Regions from separate parts of the Sus scrofa genome. Here region 2 is linked to region 1. The links are chromatin contacts, called in public HiChIP or PLAC-seq maps. All regions are on one chromosome and are shown on one strand. The core of a region is the stretch at or near the end of the contact, and the rest is flanking DNA. Distances in the headings are between cores, read along the strand shown.

What was found. HiChIP or PLAC-seq counts read pairs in DNA pulled down with a chosen protein or histone mark.
Region 2: an H3K27ac HiChIP or PLAC-seq map of skeletal muscle shows a contact between it and region 1. The contact joins two enhancer-like sites. A contact is called at or near these places in 2 of 47 Hi-C or Micro-C datasets (both in skeletal muscle) and 1 of 2 datasets of contacts at active chromatin or transcription factors (skeletal muscle).

What each region holds. Positions count from the first base shown.
Region 1 is chr13:76,865,255-76,871,388 of Sscrofa11.1, reverse strand. No RefSeq gene overlaps it. Among named protein-coding and RNA genes, the nearest start is that of PPP2R3A, 77 kb to the left of the region's middle. Within about 2 kb of position 3,113, at least 2 of the 83 cell types and tissues checked have an H3K27ac peak or open chromatin away from gene starts, as enhancers often do. A contact at or near this core is called in skeletal muscle, where this site is marked.
Region 2 is chr13:77,020,970-77,027,123 of Sscrofa11.1, reverse strand. PPP2R3A (serine/threonine-protein phosphatase 2A regulatory subunit B'' subunit alpha) reads right to left here. Exons shown (of 14, transcript XM_021069482.1): 4 at 1,999-2,102. Among named protein-coding and RNA genes, the nearest start is that of PPP2R3A, 79 kb to the right of the region's middle. Within about 2 kb of position 3,358, at least 10 of the 83 cell types and tissues checked have an H3K27ac peak or open chromatin away from gene starts, as enhancers often do. A contact at or near this core is called in skeletal muscle, where this site is marked.

The DNA of each region.
Region 1 (6,134 bases), core at 1,864-4,363:
TAATGATCATGACTTGATCCTACGTCTTCGGGTGGCTATTTCTGATGGATGGAATGTGACCCATCCGAGCCAAGTAGTGATGCCTACATTTTGGATTTTGGGACTGAAGACCAAGGGCTCTGCCCTGAACATGAAAATGATAACTTACCTGGGAATGGATGGGGACCCTACCTGATGAGAGAGTCCACACATGTCACCCTTTACTGACCTCTTCATCATCCCCCAGGAATTGTTACATGAAAACCTATGGTTGGATGACTGTTGAGACCCAGAGCTTACTGTGTCTCTGAAAAGTCATTTGATATTTAAGGCATATGATATTTAAGATGATGCACATTGTCTCACTGCTAGAGTAAGGAAGGCTGACAGAAGAGATCAAGGTTGGGGCACAAGAGATTAAGTTGGCAACAGAGGAGCTAGAGGGGATATAATAGAATCAAAATGGTTACTGATAGAACCCATGGAGGTTAGAGAGGTGGGCGAGGATATAAGCAGGAAGAAGAGGGTATTGGAAATATTTGACCCCAGATATTTTAGGGAGATCTGGGTTATGGACACAGAAAGGTTTAAGGAGAAATAAGGCAAGTAGTGGAGGAAAAGCTATGGAGTAGTTTGGAATGAATGTTCTCCTTGGAGGAGCCAAGGTGAAGGTCATTGTCAGATTTAAGGACAAGGGCAATGGTATCCCTCTGGAAGTTCTGGATACTCACACCAAAAGCAGTCCCTGTTGAACAGATGGGAGGAAGGATGACTGAAAGAATGAATGAACACTGCCAGGATACTCTCTGAGCTTATGGAGACTGGTTGGATGAGTCAGAGTTATTAATATAAATAGTTACGGTGGCAGCAATATGTCCCAGTGACAGTCCTATTTTAAAAATTAACTTTATAATCTATTTAAAAATGTTGTTCTCCAGCCTACGTACATTCTCTTTTGCATTCTTTTGAGGACTTGAGTCTGTTATTTACAGTGTTTATTACTTTTAAGCATATGGGAGTACATATGATGTCTGTCCACTTTTTTTCTCGAGCTAGTAAACAGACTGGGAATAGGACCAATATAATCATATTCATTCCGCCATTGACCTTGTGTAGGCTCTCCAAGGTCAGTAATGGTGGTTAGATTTTTTTTTTTTGTCAGAATTGACTTGCTTTCAGCATGAGGCAGGCCTCCCGCCTACTAACATTTGTAATCTTTCCTTACTATCTAGCCTGCTGTAAAATTACTAGTACAGTTTCCCCAGGCAATGACTTTGTGATTTTCTACTTTTTTTTTATTGATCAATAAACAGTTTTAAACCAAAAAACCCCACAGTGAGAATAGAAACTTATTTGGTACTTGTAACTACCTGCCTTGGAGAAGAAAGAGGGATTGGAAAGATAAGAGCCTTAGGCTCCTGCTGCCTTCTTGATGCCAACACCAATAGATGAAAATAGAAAAATGCAGCCATAGGTTAACAAAACAATGTGTGGCTACTCTATGCTAAATAACCGAGGGTTTCCCTTGAAATTAACCCATTGTTTCCTCGACTGCTGGATAAATGTATTGCCCTCCGTAAGCTTCAGGAAGGCGGCTTTGGCTGCTGTGTTCATTGCTGTTTTCCTAGTGCCTAGCTTAGAGTTAGTGTTAAGGAAAAAATATGAAAGCCATCAGGATTGAGAATAAGAGGGTGAATTTATTTCCCCATCATATTGAGACCAGTTTACAGTAATTTCCTCGCATAAAATTCTGTCTCTCCAGCTAGACTTAAGAAGAGCCCCCAGGCCCTATGTGTTTTCTGTTTTCTGTGGCAGCAAATTTAGTTTATGACCATGGAAATACCTCTAGGTAGTAATGACTGTGTTTCTAACGGTTACGGCTTCCCGTCATCCTATTTATTTTCTTTTGGTTTTGTTTTTGGGTAAATAGAATTTTGAAAATAAGTTTGGAAAATAAGGCAATTTTTTTTTTTAGTAAAACCAAATCAATCACCAGCTAAGGATAACAGAAAATTTGTGATTTGAATTGAAATTACAAATTTAAATTGTTCACATGGGCACATTTTGACAGATGGGGAAAGGTTTCTTGTCACATTTGTTGATATCATTTTATCTAAGGAATATTTGGAGATAGGATGGAGTGAAAGCATTTTTTTTTTTTTTTTTTTGAGCAATGGTGAGTCATTCTGCTTTTCTGATAAGAAATGTTGAGAAACACTCAACTTTCGGTTTTCCTGTTTTCCATGGGAACATCATTGACAAACACCTGTTGTCTGTGTAATGCTTACAATCCAGAAAATGGCAAATTCAGTGATGACACAGCAGGGTACCAAGAAAAAGGGAGGCTAGAAGAGCTAGTTTATAGTTCATCAAAATGGGAATACTCTTTCCACAAACCTTCCTTAGATAAAATATATGCTGTAACTCACCAAACATGGAATCACAGACACTGGGACTGGAAAGCGCTTTAGGAACCTCTATTTCAGCCTGCTCGTTTACACACGAGGACATGCATCCAGAGGAGCTCATGATGGTTTGAAGTCACGTAGTGAATCCGTGGCAGAGCCTTCCCACTCTGGACTCCAGCCATGGCTTGGGAATAGTGATCACCACCCCGATTGTCCTCTACATGACACCCTCAGGAAACCAATCTGTGTTCCAGTAACAGTTGGGAGCTCAAGTAGATTTTCCTTCCATGCCTTTCCCAATCTGTTTTCTGACCAGGTGGCTGCTCAAGTTGCTGGGTCCCTTGGGCCCCAGAGGGTCCCTTTCCAGGGCATTGATGGGAAGCCTGGGGATGTAGCTGGGAGTGAGGTTCATTGCCATGAAGCACTCAACCCACTTCTACACATCGAAAATGTTGTCCAGTGCCCATGGTCTTTGTGGGTCCTGGCTGCAGCCCAGCAGACCTAGTAGTAGTGAGGCACTGGGCCTTTCAATCAGCCAACTGATGAAAACTCTGTCCTTTTCAAAATGTCCCAGAAAGCCAAAATAACTCATATTTCCCACGCAACGTTAGAGCAGATTTATGCCCCTTTAAGAACACATGTGGTGTAAAAAGATGAAGGGAGAGAGGGCCTAAAGTTTTACATATGGCACCAAGGTAATCCTAGCCGAGTTGGCTTTGCTCCGGAGAGCGCCTGCAGGGTATAATTAGAACAGAGATAGCCATCCCAACAGATCTATACTTGAGCAAGTGGTGGCTAAGACAAAATTGGAACCAAGGCTAAATTTATCAATAATGGGGTTTAAAAAAGGAAAAGAAGACAAATGAAGTTGAAATTTCTCCTTGTTTATTTTAATGTGCAGGACAATTTCTAGCTGATTTATGCCACAGCTTCAGTGTATTTTTCATTTTTTATTTATTTTGCAGTTAATTGGATTTCCAGGCTTTGCAGCCAGTCACTGCAATTGATCCCTGAAAAGATGGATTTATTGCTTAGACAGGCAGAATTCTGACAATCTTCAGAGGTTGGAAAATAAAAGAAAACAGCCCATACACCGAGCACTGTAGGTCACCACTGGGTCAGATCAGCAAGATATGTTACAGCTGGCAGGTTTATGCCAGAACTTCAGCACAAGTAATCTTGCTAAATGGGTAGCACGAGGATCCAGTGGAGTATTTTGTAGGATATTGTCAGCGATCCATGCTTACAAGGCAATGTGGCTTAAGATGGAGATACCCAGGTAGGTGTTGGATCCCAGATAAGTTTCACTCATGGATGGCGAACTAAGTGAACTTGAAACAGCCCACATCTTTGGTGGCTCTATAAGCAATGGGACCTTATTTTCCCTGTTGGGTGGCTCTGTTGAAATAGCGTGATGGCTCAGGGGCAAAACCAGTGTGGAACACATGGCTTCAGCTACTCTTTGCAGAGGGTTCTGGAGACTGGTCATTTGAGAAGCAATAGAACCTTGTCCTCAGCTCTGCAAAAGTCTGACTTCCACTCAACCATTCCCAATTCCATTCATCCAGGTAATATATATATATATATTTTTTATTGAGCCCCTATTGTATGCTAAGCCCTTTGCTCGGTGCTGAGCATAGAGAATGAATAAATAAAAAATTATAGTCCCTACCCTCATGGAGATGGTAACCCACTGGGCAAGTACTAATTACAGGTTTGCTGAGAATTAGGATAGAGGAATTCAGGAAGCTACAGGTACACAGGGGCAGGGAAAGACTTTAAGAGGAAATGCTGGGAGCTGAGACCTGAGAGTCTGAATATATGGATAGACAATGGTCAGACCATATTCAAAGCAGAACTCTGACCCATAATCTACAGTAACCAGCCTGGGTGGCCAGGCTGCTCTAAGTTAGACTTGTAGGAAGTCAGACCACTAGGTCGAGCAACCGGTCCAAGAAGCCAAACAATAACCCCTATAACAACAGGCCCCAAACAGATTGGATTTGATTAATAACTGACAGCTTTCGGGGAGTTCCCGTCGTGGCGCAGTGGTTACCGAATCCGACTAGGAACCATGAGGTTGCGGGTTCGGTCCCTGCCCTTGCTCAGTGGGTTAATGATCTGGCGTTGCCGTGGGCTGTGGTATAGGTTGCAGACGCGGCTCGGATCCCGAGTTGCTGTGGCTCTGGCGTAGGCCGGTGGCTCCAGCTCCGATTCGACCCCTAGCCTGGGAACCTCCATATGCTGCGGGAGAGGCCCAAGAAATAGCAACAACAACAACAAAAAAAAAACCCCCCAAAAAAACAAAAAAAAAAACAAAAAACTGACAGCTTTCCTAATTTTTGTCCTTACTTCCAACTTAGGGTCAACAAGGGAAAGCCAAATCTGTACCCCTAACCAATCACATGGACTGCACTCCTAGCTTTCCCACCTACAGCTTTCCCCCATCAGCAGTCTCCAGTCAGGCACACTGGAAACCTTCCCTTTCTCGGTTATAAAGCTTTGCTGCTCCTTTGCTTGTCTTTGAGACTCTGTCCAAACCCATGTGAGAGTGGCTAACCACCTTGCTTTGGATGTATTGCCTTAGTTTGTTCTCACTTGGTTGGTTCTGTTTTTTCCCCACAGATCTGAAGAATGAGCAGGTGTGGGCCAGATAGTGGTCAGGAAAAGAGGGTTCCAGAAGATGGAACAGCACATGCAAAGACCCTAAGACAAGAAAGACTAAGGCACACTTTTCAAACTGAAGAGTTGAACATGTCTGAATTGAGGAGGACGAGGAAGAGCAGAGAGAGACTGGCATGAGATGTGGCTGGAGATGGGTTTGGCAGGAAGGGTTGGGGTCCTGCAGGGCCTTGTGAGCTGTATTGGTGCTGTTGGCATTTTTCCTAACCAGAGCTTCATTTATGGCTGAGGCTAGGGAGTTTTCTCCTTAACTAGTCTGTTTCCACTGTGCCTAGTCTTCAGTACCTGTCTGCTGCTCTTTCTGTGAGCTGCTCACCTCCTATCTGAGGGCCTTCTTGTTTTGAGAGCTCCTCATCTTCTGTTGGCATTGTTTTTATGAGGCAGATGTACAGGCAAAGATATCTTGCTGCATAAGCCCTGTTCTATGCTTGGACGAATTCCCCTGTCCTTCTGGGCAGGGACAAAGCCAGCCCTGGATGGCCCAAGCTCCTCTCTGGGATTGTGCCCACCCAAGCCTAGGGGGAAAGGTCAGCACTGACTGGGATTTTGTACTGTATCTGTTCTCACTTTCTTCGTCATTGATAGAACAAACACACTGCCAGTCAGATTGGAGGTATTTCCCAGTCTCCTTTGTAACTCAGTAATAAGCTTTTATCCAAGTTCAGACTGATGGGATTGGAAGGGAAGTGATTCATACAACTACTGGGATGCACTTGAAAGAATAGGGCGTGCCCTCCCCTTCCTGTTGGCTGAAGTCTAGAGGTGGTACTGGATCAGGGATGACAGAACAACCAGAAAGAGCATCATGACCGATGGGAACTGCTTACATTTGGAAAGCTAGGCAAAACAGAAATACATTTTTATCTTATTCAAGTCACTGTTATTTTAGTCTGTGCAACCATAGATGATGTATATTTTTTTTATTGGCCACGTTTGCAGCATATGGAAATTCCCAGGCCATGTACACAATCTGAGCCTCAGCTGTAACCCAAGCCACTGCAGTTAGATTCTTAACCCACTGTGCCACAGCAGGAACTCCCACATGATCTATATCTTAATTCAGCA
Region 2 (6,154 bases), core at 2,109-4,608, 160 kb before region 1:
CAAGAGCTGTGCAGTGTCCCTATTCTTTCCGCCCCTGGTTCACACTCCATCTGAGGCCTTTTCAGGGCCTGGCAGAGAAGCTAGCTGAATGAAAGATAGAACATCTACATATTCCATGTTCTTCAATTCTGCTACCTTTACATATTCATTTAAAATAACAATAATAATATATATATATTTCTTTTCCAGCTGTACCTGTGGCATATGGAAATTCCCAGTTTGGGGATAGAATCCGAGCTGCAGCTGTGATCTCCACCACAGCTGTAGCAATGTCAGTCCTTAACCCACTGCACCAGGCAGGGATTGAACCTGCGCCACCTCAGAGACAATGCCAGATCCTTAACCCAGTGTACCACAGTGGGAACTCCAACAATAATAATTAATAATAGACAAGCAGATCACCCAGCTGAAGTCTTAGCTTTACTGGTGGGGAAAGGAGAGTGAACCCAAGCCGACCACGCTTATTCACGTGTTTGGCTCTATTTTCTTCCCCCAGGTTCTAGGCTGCCAGAACAGCCAGAATGGCAAATGCTAATCCCTTTACTGGTTTGTACCTGACTAATTAGTGCTTTTTGTTAATTCTAGGATCCAAAGAATTCTCTTATTTTTATGACTGCTTAACCACACATTAAAAAAACTACATTTTTTATATTTTTATCCAGCTATTTCCTATTTGCTATAAGAGAGGTGGAGTGGTGACCACAGCACCAACTTGGGAGGGTCATTTCACTGGTATATGAGGAGTGATTCTCCCAAGACCATTTTATTTATTTTTTATTTTATTTTATTTTTGGCTGTGCCTGCAGGACATAGAAGTTCCCAGGTCAGGGATCAAACCTGTGTTACAGCAGTGAAAAGGCTGGATCCTTAACCTACTGTGCCACCAGGGAAGTCCCTAAGGCCATTTTAGTACTTGGTATTTGGAAAATTTACAAGTTCCTGTAACAAAATAACTAAAATTCACCTGGAAAACATGAAGTATTTGTAACTTTCAGCTTTGGTGCAGTTCTTTAAAAGAAACCCATTAACTGGCAGTCTTATATACCCTGATCACTTTAGTTCTATTGTAATCCAAGAAGAACCTGGTGAACTCAACTTGCAGATAAGATTTAAAAAAATAAGAATACACTTATTAACCACCTATTATGTTCTCAAGCATTCTGCTATTAAAGGCTTTTAGAAAGCCTTAAAGGATTAGAAGGAATCTGTAAGCTTAATTTTGCCACTATTATACTGATTTTAAATAATAATGATGATGATGCGATAGCGATAAAGGTGAATAGCATTTCCCCATAGTTAGTTCATCAGAAAGGATATCTAGCTCAGAAAAGACTTTGAGAAGAACATATGAAAAGGAGGTTGATCAGTTAAAAGAGGTAGAAGGGACAAGTTATAACATTCTCTTAAATTGCATAAATATATCAAGAAACAACTTCTAAAGAAGCAAGATGAGAGGAAAAGAGAAAATAGAGAAAATGTTGGATATGAATTCAAGAAACCTTGTCAAGATGTTAAAATCCAGGAATATCTTGATAAACATACAATTTGTTCCTTATTTGGAACTTTCAAAAAGTAATGACTAAAATCTATTAGAATTCAGTTATTTTTAATAAATCAACTAGATACAATTCTAAATTGGATCATATAAGAATGGAAGCTTTATTTTTCATGTGACACGTGTGGTCTGCTCCCCTTAAAGGAGCATTTATGTCACTGCTACAAGAGACAAATTCTAAGACTCAAATTGTTAACAAGTGCAACTAAGAAACTACCAAATAGTTATTAAAGAGGTATTTCTGAAAGTCTGTTTTACTGATTAGAGACATGCAGGACAAAGGTTTAAGGAAAGAATTTGTATGTGGGCATACAAGGTTGTGAATCACTGAGTTGTACTTGTTGGACAAAGGGTAAAGGGAAAATGAACAAATGAGTGAAATAAGTGACCTTTATAAGGCATGTCATGAGGACCAGCCCCTGAGTAACTGCTCCCATACTTACTTTCTCCACATGGCGATGAATGACTGTGCTGACACAAATCCTGTCCTCTCTCCCCCTGCGGCCCTGAACATGGGGGCTTTCCAATACAGAGGGCAGCCACAGACCTGCAAATAAAACACAAATGCAGTGTAAGCCAAGGGGCAGGGAAGGGGTGACGTGGCCAAGAAAGGGCCTTTGTGGCTTTTACCCTTCATGCCACACTGGACAGAAGGGCCCTTGAAAGAGCAAAACTGGGACAGAGGCAGAAATATCAGCTAGGGTAGATTCAGCGAGGCAGGGGAAACAAAATAAGAGAATGACATGTTTACCGAAGAAAATGAAAATCCATTTACCTTTTCTTTGAGTTCATTTATAGTCTTGTTTCTTTCCCCTATCATGACATTTAAAGCAACCACTCGTTTAGTTTTGTTTTTTAGGGCCACACCCATGGCATATGGAGGTTCTCAGGCTAGGGGTCGAATCAGAGCTACAGCTGCCGGCCTACACCACAGCCACAGCAACACGGGATCTGAGCCACATCTGCGACCTACACCACAGCTCATGGCAATGCCGGATCCTTAACCCACTGAGCGAGGCCAGGGTTCGAACCCTCAACCTCATGTTTACTAGCTGGGTTTGTTAACCACTGCACCACGACAGGAACTCCCAAGAAAGATTATTCTTGTACTCTTATAAGAGTTCTTGCCAAAATGACTGTTTTTCTTCCTAGACAGAAAATGTTTCCTTCTAAGTAATAATAATATCTAAATATTAGCAGAAAAATTATCTCCAAAATGTTCTCAACTTTGTATATACACATAAAATACATTCCAAAATCTGACTCTTCAAAGAGTCATATCTTGTTATTGGATAAAAATATTCTTGGAGTTCCCTCAGTGGTGCAGTGGGTTAAGAATCTGACTACAGTGGCTTTGGTCACTGCAGAGATGTGGGTTTGATTTCCAGCTTGGTGCAGTAGGTTAAGGATCTGGTATTGCCACAGCTGTATAAGTAGCAGTTGTGGTTCAGATTCAGTCCCTGGCCCAGGTATACCCATATGCCAAGGGTGTGGCAATAACAAAAGATATTCTTATTATTCATATTAGATGGGGGTCTGTTGAGTCTTATTCTACAAAGGGAAGCTCCTCTGGTGGTGGACTGTGAATCCACATTAGGTTCAGATGAAGCTGCTCCTCGTGTTGCCTTGGTGCATGGGGGTCCCCACAGAAGCCTGACTAGTACTTTGTCTGAAATTAGTTATTCTGAGAGAATGCCAGAGGCTGCCAGGTTCATGTCAGAGAGGAGGATACAGATGGCGAGGTTCAAACCAAGGGAGGGAAGTACAGGGCAGAAATAAGAGACTGCTCCTGCCAGAGCCACTAAAGCATGTTCTGCAAGCAGGGTGGAATTTAAGATTTCTTAAGTCCAGAGGTCAAATACCTCCACTGAGGTCAAGAATGAGGGAAAGGTGTTGCTTAGCAACCAAATGGATTTTGTTTATTGTGTAAATTATGATTGCCAAGGTACAAAGCTCACAATTAATATACTTTGGGTGGTAACTGTCAAATCCATTTCCCCCAATCCCAATCTTTCCTTCCATGTAGAATGGGGGTTTGCCAAGAAAAGGCTATTGGCAACTGCTGGGAAAGTTGAAAGAAGAGACTGTATTATGGAGGTGGGGGTACAGAGCTACAAACAAAGAGAGAAAACACAGGGAGAGATGGGAACTGGCTTGTCAAAGTGTTGAAGCTCCCACCATTAGAGTTACTATGGAGTTTTCAGAAGTGGAAGGGATCAGGAATCTTCTGGCTCAACCCTAGGAAGTGGTCACCAGCTTAGCTACAAAACTTGCAGGGACTGTGCACTTAACCACCTCCCATGAGGCTTCACCCACTATTAAACAACTTTCACTTCCTTGGATTATGGTCTTTAATCCAGAAGACTCCTGTTAAAATGTGTGCGTGCCAGCTCCTAAAGAGTAGCAAATCACTGGGATTAACATTTACAAATTTAGGAATTCCCCTTGTGGCTCAGCAGAAATGAATCCCACCAGTATCCATGAGGATGCTGGTTTGATCCCTGGCCCCGCTTAGAAGGTTAAGGATCTGGCATTGCTGTGAGCTGTGGTATAGATCACAGACATGACTTGGATCTGGTGTTGCTATGGCTGTGGTGTAGGCCGACAGCTGTAGTTCCAATTGGACCCCTAGCCTGGGAACTTCCATATGCCACAGGTGAGGCTCTAAAAAAAAAAAATTTAAAAATTTATTATGACCCAAAGGCAAAATCATAAGAGGTAAGGTATAGAACAGGTATGTCTTGAACTAGATGGTTAATAGCCGACCTCTTTTTTTTTAAAGTGGGGCACCCTGCGTGGCCAAGAATTGGGCAGCCTGAAGGTATCAGGTTCTTGGAGAAAATGCTAAAGGAAAAAACAGGGAGAGCAGTGGATTGCAAGGGCTGCAGATATATTTTGACCATTTAAAAAAAATTATGGCTGGCTTGTATCTGCTTAAAAACAAAGAATTAAGGTAAAGGGAGTCAGGGAGTTCCCATTGTGGCTCAGCGGAAACAAATCTGACTAGCATCCATGAGGACGAAGGTTCAATGCCTGGCCTTATTCAGTGGGTTAAGGATCCAGCGTTGCCATGAGCTGTGGTGTAGGCTGCAGATGCGGCTTGGATCTGGCATGCTGTGGCTGTGGTGTAGGTCAGCAGCTACAGCTCCGATTCGAATTCTAGCCTGGGAACCTTTGTATGCTATGTGTGTGGCCCTGAAAAGATTAAAAAAAAAAAAAAAAAGGTAAAGGGAGTCAGGAGATTAATAAGAACTCCCCTAAAAAAGTAAATGATATTAATCTGAGGGCAACAGAACAGAGGGTTTTATAACAAAAGAGAGAACAAGCATGTGTCAAGACTTTTAACAAAGGAAAAGAATGGATGACAAATGAGGAGGTACCCGACGTGCTGAAAGTGGGTTTAGGAAACTTAGAGGAGGAGGCAAGAGTCAAAGTATGGCAGTTAAAGTTTCTGGAGCAAAGAAAACTTGATTAACACCTATAATCTGACCTAGCAAAGAACTTGAAAGCAAGCTTGTCTATGATACACAGGAAAAGATGACTGCCCATTATTTGTAATGTTCTTTATCATTTTAAAATATCTCATCACGTTTGTTATTTTATTTGGTCCTGATCTGATTCCATTTAAAAGAAGGCAGGTATTTTTATCCCATTCTGCAGATGAAGAAATAAAGGTACAGAGAGGCTATTTTATATGCCACAAGCACGATGGGTCAAGATGGTGCAATGTCAGTCAATGAGAGGTGCTGAGGGGCTTTGGATGGTTCAGAAGACAGTTTCATTCTTTTCCCTTCACTTTCTGTTAGAGGCTAAAACTCAGTGGTGACAAATACTTTCTTGCTGTTCCTCGATTTCTGTTCCTATGCTGCTTTTGTCCCTCTTAGATTCATTCTCCACTCATTTCTTTTCCATCACACTTAAGACTGTGGGAAAAAGTATAAATTACATACTGAGAATTTAATCAGAAATGGGCATTAATCTCTCCAAGGCTGTTTGAGGTTGAAGATGAATGAGATAAACTTCAACGGATGAAGATTTCATAAACATGGAGTTTGCTTTGCACTTAAAAAACAGATCCCAGTCTCTACAACTACATTTTGGCATCACTTAGTCTGCACACTCAGGCTGGCCTTCCCAATAGCTTTCCTAACTACAAGAATCCATAAAAACATTCCTCATTGCTCTGACCACCTCCTCCCTGGCTGTCCCTTGGAGGTTATCTTCTCCTTTTCTTGTAGCCAGCCTGCCATGAGAACACAAGCACTCGGGGGCGAGTGCTGCAGGCACAGAGTCATCACCTGCAGAGGGGTGAGGACCCATCTACAGAGCAAAGAATGGAAGTAAGGCTGGTTTAGTGAGTAAGCACTTACTGCATGGGATAAGCTAAACGGAAGACATGATTGAATGATTTTTTTTAAATAAATGATTTTAAGAATTAAGAGGCAAAATCCAATAACATGAGATGATACCGTAATCGAAAATAATACAAACCCCATACACTCATGATATCTTCTGAGGTTGTTATTCACACAATTTTTAAAGGTATGAGCAGTTCACCTTGAGCTGACAATTTAAGTCTAGAAGCAATGGAGTTCCCGT